Linked DNA regions of Mus musculus: region 1 is linked to region 2. Evidence: chromatin contacts called from public promoter capture Hi-C data. All regions are on one chromosome and are shown on one strand. Each heading gives the region's core, a stretch centred on a gene start, on an enhancer-like site or on the middle of the called end of the contact. The rest is flanking DNA. Distances are from core to core; before and after follow the strand shown.

Region 1 (3,090 bases), core at 479-2,978, 160 kb after region 2:
TTATTGGACTGCTGAATAGCGCATCCAAAATACACCCTGCTTTGGAATAAGGCGGGCCTTCCCACATGTATGTAGTCATAAAGTACCAGGAGAGTACAAGAGAGCTCAGATTCCTTTCCTGTGTCCTCTATTTAGACATCCCTTGGACAAGCAAGCCCAGAGGAATGGTGTTCGCCCTCTATCAAGGTCACTTCTCTTCTCTTCCTGCCCATGATCCATGGTATTTTCTGATGTTTATTATTGTGGTCCCTGCTGGTTGGCACTATTGTGTCATTGTAGTGTCTCTGGGGTTCTCAAGATTGTAACTGATTAACGGTCTGATGATGAGGTCCGTAGTCAGTCTCTTTTAGCTACTAATGCACAAGTGAGCTCTCTGCCTCATTCAAACTTTCTTCTTTCATCTCTCAGATCTAGATGCTTTAAATAAATAATTATTACGCCTATAATAGTGATAGCTTGTAAAAGGGGTGACAAAATGAGTTGTGAAAATCTTAGAGGGTCAGAACACTTTTCTTTCCGGCTTTGAGCCTAACACTTGGGGTAAATCACTCACTCAGTGTGGGTGGCTGCCATGGAGGGTAACCTATTGTGTAGCATTACATGCAATGACAATTTAAAAGTATAAAAGATTTTACCTGCCAGCCTGTGAAAGACAAGTTCACCTGATAGAATTATAAAGCAACCATCTACTGAATTTAGCAATTTAAGTCAGGAGAACAGTGGTTGAAAATATCAGGCCAGATCACAGGGACAGTTAGAGTAGATTTCCTGTCATATTCAGCAACAGCTGTGCCTGTATCAAGTTAGTCAAATCCAACTCGGCCTTTCAAGGGCACCGTGGAGGCCGATCCACCCACCTTCTCTGTCCATGGGGAGAGTTTTGTGGACAGCATGCCTTTCCTCCCACCTTAAGTAAAAGTGTGTAGCACCCACCTCATTGGCGTCACCGCTAGCCTTGAGCCTTTGCCTGTACCCTAGGAAATCTTGTCTGTATCTCCTTCCGTGATGCAGCAGAAACACTCATGGGTATCACACAGCAGTCTGTTGCCCCTGCAGTGCACGAGGGAGACGTCTATGACAAACCCTCCAGAAACGGGCCAGACAAGTTCATCTCTGTCCTGACTCCCTCTCCTCTTACTACCAACCCCTTCCACTGCCTAATCTGAGAATTCACTTTCTTCCTCATGGTTAGACCTTCAGACTTTAGAAGAATCTATCACCAGTCTTTCTAAAACTCCAGCCCTTGCCTAAGAATTTTTATCTTAATATCTGTCACTCGGTGCTTCCAGTCACAGTGTCAGATCTAAAGTTCACTCCAGACTCCGTAATGGCTCTAAGCACTAGCAGATTAATTAGTCCCACTCGCCCCACACCGGGCTCGTTCCTGTGGAAACAGCTTTATAGGCACGAGAGTGAGTAGGGACCTGGCTTTGAATTCTGTGATGAATGATACAACACCCAAGCCGGGAGAAACAGCCTCCAAAAACCCTGGATCTCCATTCCCTATCAGATGCTTATAAAGAACCCTAGATCATCCCCTGTCAAATTATTTATAGATGACAAGAAATATTTCTAATTATATCCATTCACAGCCACAGTCAGTGAATATTGTGTAAAGAGATTGCCAAAAATGGTTTTGCCAAGTAGGTCCGCAGCTAGGACAGCTGAGGTGGCTGCTGTGTTTGCAGAACAGCCTCTATAAAAGTGAAGCTGGGGTGCCTCTGTCCTGTCCTTCCTCAAACCCTTAAAGGTAGGTATGTGTAGCAGAGCACTTGGCTAGCTGTGCACTCCTGATGGGAGCGGGTGCTCATGTGAGGGAGATGACTGTTCCTTCCCAAACTCTAAGTAATGTCGGCATCCCTGAGAGAGGCATTGCACACAATATAGCTCTAGGACTTTGTCATATAATGGGGGGAAATACCCAGCATCTCTTTTTTCTTTCAACAGTACTTGTCTGACTCAAGCCTGCCTCCTTCTTCATCTGGTAACACAAGAGGTAAGAGAAATTTATTATTACCTTCCAGAGAACAAAGGGCTCTCGCTATTGTTAAGTTTTAATGAGTAACTGTTTTATTTTCTACCTTATTATTGGGCATAGGAGCAACTGGTCTTCATAAGTAGCTTCTCATGAAACTTTGCCTTTTATTTTATTTTATTTTTTTATCTTTTTTTTAAACTTTGCCCTTTAAAGCCAAACAAATCTTTATGCAATTAATTTAATCAAACAAAACTTTATGCAATTCCTCTTTTGCATTTTGTTGGGAGAAGGCAACCCTCATGTATATTTAATATATGTAGAAAAAAAAACAACGTTGCACCAGAAGTCAAAATTCCTGGGTGCCAACCTAGGCTTTTCACCAATTCAACTCCTTGGGTCACGCCAGCTAGCTTTTACGTGTCTTCAAACATGTGTGTTGCAAGAGCATTAACACTAGACGTGGACTTAGACAGCCGGGCTCATAGCTCGTCACTGCCTTTTACCACCTCGGTGACCCTGAATGACCCTTTACCTTGCTGAACCTTAGTTTCCTCATCAGTAAAATCAGAAGGGCAGATTCAAGTCGGCTGCTAATGTCCCTCTGGCTCTTGTTGTCTAAGATCTAAGTCAGTGGTTGCCAACGACTCTTCCATCAATCAAAACGCTCAGTGGGTCTCCTGTCTTCTGCATGAGGAGATGTACATGAAGAACATATAAATGAAGAAAACTTGCTATGTATTTAAGCAAGTTCATAGTCAATATATTAGGTAATATCAATGTAGAAAAAGTAGCAAATCTATTGCTTCCAAGGGAATAAATGTTGCTTGTTGACACTGGAGGTGATACCACTGTGTGAATAGAGCCCAACACCACACAACAAAGTCCCTTGAAGGCGAGTGGCCTAAAGGTGACAAAGGACTGCTGAGGCAAGAGCAGAGAGTTAGTGTCCTTCCTGTGCCCCAGGATCTACTGCATAACAGCAATCACTAAGGCAGAGTAATCGATTCAAAAGTGCTTCACTTAAAACCCCACAAACAAGGTCATGGAATAGTGTTTGAAGGGAAAATGCTAACACCAATGTTTCAATATCTGTCCCTTGAAAACAGTTCTCA
Region 2 (3,067 bases), core at 272-2,771:
TCAGAGCCAGGAGATTATACTCTTCCAGGTGATGGGTGGACACTTCAGGACGAATGGTGCTAGAAGGAAGAGGGACATTTCAGTCCAAACTAGAGCAAGAGGAGCAATGAGAAGATGTGACTTCACTGTGGCCTGATGTCTAGCTAACCACAGGCATCAGAGAGCCTCAGCGTGGCCTCTCTGCTATGAAATTGCCTAAATCTTGGAAGGGAATGTGTGAAGGCTGTATGACTCATTGCCCACAAAATGGTTTATGTTGGGGAAAGACTATCTTCCGATTCCACTCTGCCTTTTTGAAGAGTCCTCAATAGGAAAGAACATACAGAGGATGTTTAATAATGGTCCCTATGGCCGGGCGGTGGTGGTGCATGCCTTTAATCCCAGTACTTGGGAGGCAGAGGCAGGCAGATTTCTGAGTTCGAGGTCAGCCTGGTCTACAAAGTGAGTTCCAGGACAGCCAGGGATACACAGAGAAACCCTGTCTCGAAAAAAATAATGGTCCCTATGAAGACTTTGGTCCTGCTTTCTCCCTTCTTCCCTTACCAGTGTATGGGTAGGCTGTAAGAGGACAGTCCATATTCTCAAATGGGATGTATTGGCATGAAGTTCTCTATTAAATGAACAACCATGACCCCATACAACTCAGACCCTCACCACAAAGACTGGACCAGGAAAGAGAGGAATGGAAATGGACAAAAATGTCAACTGTACCTTAATTCTCTTGTTAAGGTTTAATTTTCCAGTCCTGATTTAGAAATGACAGCATCTGTTAGGCGATACCCATCCCCCCTTTCTCTTCAGGCCACTACCGTTCCCCTCGCCCCCTATCTAGGCTGGCAGCTGGCCTTTCCTAATTGGTAATATGTCTTGATAACCACAGGCCCCTAAGCAGCTGTCACTGTGAACATGGGCTGGTGGCATAGCTCCCTGTCATTTACTTGCTTGTTGGTCCTGCTAGTGCTTAAGAAAGGATTAAGTAAATAATTATAGTAATGAGACAGAAAGTAATGAGGGGAAGGAGAGAGATGGAGAAGGAGAAAAAAAAAACTATAATCCAACTGCACAAGTTTTACAGAGTTTGGCTCATAACCGTGAGGGGACTTCAACAAGTTCAATTCTACTTTATCTTCGATGAGCTTTCTAAGCAAATAGCACAACTGTGTGTCCCCTGTTCCCAAGTGGTAGTGGCTTCAGCTGATTTCAGGGTGGGATGGCCTGCAGGATGGAGCCAGGTAGGGGCTCCTAAAGCAAAGGAGATCCCATTGTGCTAGGTGGAGAAGCTACAGCCCTGAGTTCACAGAGCAAGGCATCTCAAATTCCCAGCTTTCTACAGTTGGAAAAAATGGTTTCGGACCCTGCTCATTTCTATATATACTTTTCCCTTGGCAACGGCGAAAAATACGTGTGGAGGGGGCCAGTTCTCAGCCTGTGGTGTCAGTCATTCTCTTTCCAAATATAGAGGAAGAATGAGCCCAGGGGGTTAGTGGTGGCCTATAAAAGCCCAGGGGGCAGCTCTCCTCTATGCTTCTCTCTGTCACAGTCAGAGGTAAGTCTTACACTTTCCTAGTATCTCTGTGGCATTTACTGCTTCTAGACCTGATTCGGCCACTGCCCTGGACTGTGGCCCTCCCTGGCTTTGTTATAGCAGGCAAGCCTCTTTTCTCTTCTCAAGGCGTTCTCAAGGAATACAGTAGAGTGAGATGCGAGACCCAAGAGCCCAGCATCCCACTGCCTCTAGCAGATCATCGAAGCTGGGGTCCTGCCCACCCTTTCTTTTCTCTGCTTGGGAAGGATCCTGTTGGACAGGCATGGGCCTGTCCACCATGGCTCCATGTTCTCCTGTTGCCTCTCTGATCCACAGAATGAACAGGGGACTCTGTGTTTCCTACCTGGACGCTATACCTGCTGGGTGTTTAGTGGCCTCAAGACTACATGTTTGCTTAACAGGTTTAAATTAGCCAATCTCAGCATCGTCTCCATTTTCAGATAACCAGGAGGCCTGTCCCCACCCGCTAACAGAAGCTTTTATTGGCAGGGACTCAGTCCATTTAGAATCCCTGCCCTGTTCACAATGAAGGATCTTGCAGTCTGAAGAAATTGTCAGAGTGGGCTGGAGGAGCCAACCTGCCAGGCAGTTGGTAGTTATGCCTAGCTGTAGACTATGATCTGTCTGCAGTCCTAGGGCTTGCCTCAGAGCTAAGGATCTTTCTGACTGTCTAGTCCTTTGTGTGTCTTAGTTGAGCCTCACCAAGGTCTGGTTCGTCACAGAAGCAGACATCACGGTGGCCACTAAACTCTGTGTGCATGCTCTTGCAGGTCCCATACGTCCACAACTGCTGCTGCTCTCTGCTGTCCTGCAGGTGTGACTCAGGTGAGCATTGGGGCCACATCCCAGAGCTTCAGGAAGTCTTCAGGTAAACCCAGATCACCCATTGCCCCCTCATGCCTGTGCCCCCGAGGAGTTACAGAGCTTAACGGAGAAGTGCAGGCTTCATCCTCAGGGGTGCGGCTAGAGGTTCCCATCTATTCTCTATGGTGGTTTGTTGTTCCTTTGTTTTTTGAGACAGGATCTCACTGTGTAGCCCCAGATGGCATTGAACTCTCTAGGTAGACCAGGCTGGCTTCAGACTCACAGAGATCCACCTGTCGCAGCCTCCGAAGTTCTGGGACTAAAGGCATAGACCACCATGCCTGGCCTTCAGTCTATTCTTAGCATGGGAGGCAGAAACCATGTCGATTCAAAACAGTTCAAAGCTGTCTCTGCCATTTTCTGCTTAGTATTCTCTCTTTAAGGAATTCTTTTACCTTTTTTTTTTCATGGAATGCCTTTACTTCTTTTTTTTTTTTCATGGTATTTAATTTTGAATGTTCTGTTTGCTCTACCCGTGCTTCTCAGAAAAGGAAGACATAGTGTCAAAAGTGGCATTTCAAAGGCCCCTTCACCAGGCTGAAAGAATGGAGATGCTTGGAGTAAATAGATTCTGTCTAAGCCCGTGGCATTCATTAGCAACTCAACAAATATGAGCGGATTATATTCCCAGTGCTGAACCCTTGTGTGAAGCGCCAC

Evidence for each region. Capture Hi-C pulls out chosen DNA fragments and counts their contacts.
Region 1: a contact with region 2 is called in a promoter capture Hi-C map of adipose tissue. The contact joins the promoter of Myh4 here to the promoter of Myh3 in region 2. A contact is called at or near these places in 1 of 484 Hi-C or Micro-C datasets (visceral endoderm) and 1 of 9 other capture datasets (adipose tissue).

What each region holds. Positions count from the first base shown.
Region 1 is chr11:67,236,084-67,239,173 of GRCm38.p6, forward strand. Myh4 (myosin, heavy polypeptide 4, skeletal muscle) reads left to right here and starts at 1,729. Exons shown (of 40, transcript NM_010855.3): 1 at 1,729-1,750; 2 at 1,948-1,996. Myhas (myosin heavy chain gene antisense RNA) reads right to left here and starts at 1,198. Exons shown (of 2, transcript NR_146138.1): 1 at 934-1,198.
Region 2 is chr11:67,076,779-67,079,845 of GRCm38.p6, forward strand. Myh3 (myosin, heavy polypeptide 3, skeletal muscle, embryonic) reads left to right here and starts at 1,522. Exons shown (of 41, transcript NM_001099635.1): 1 at 1,522-1,546; 2 at 2,361-2,371.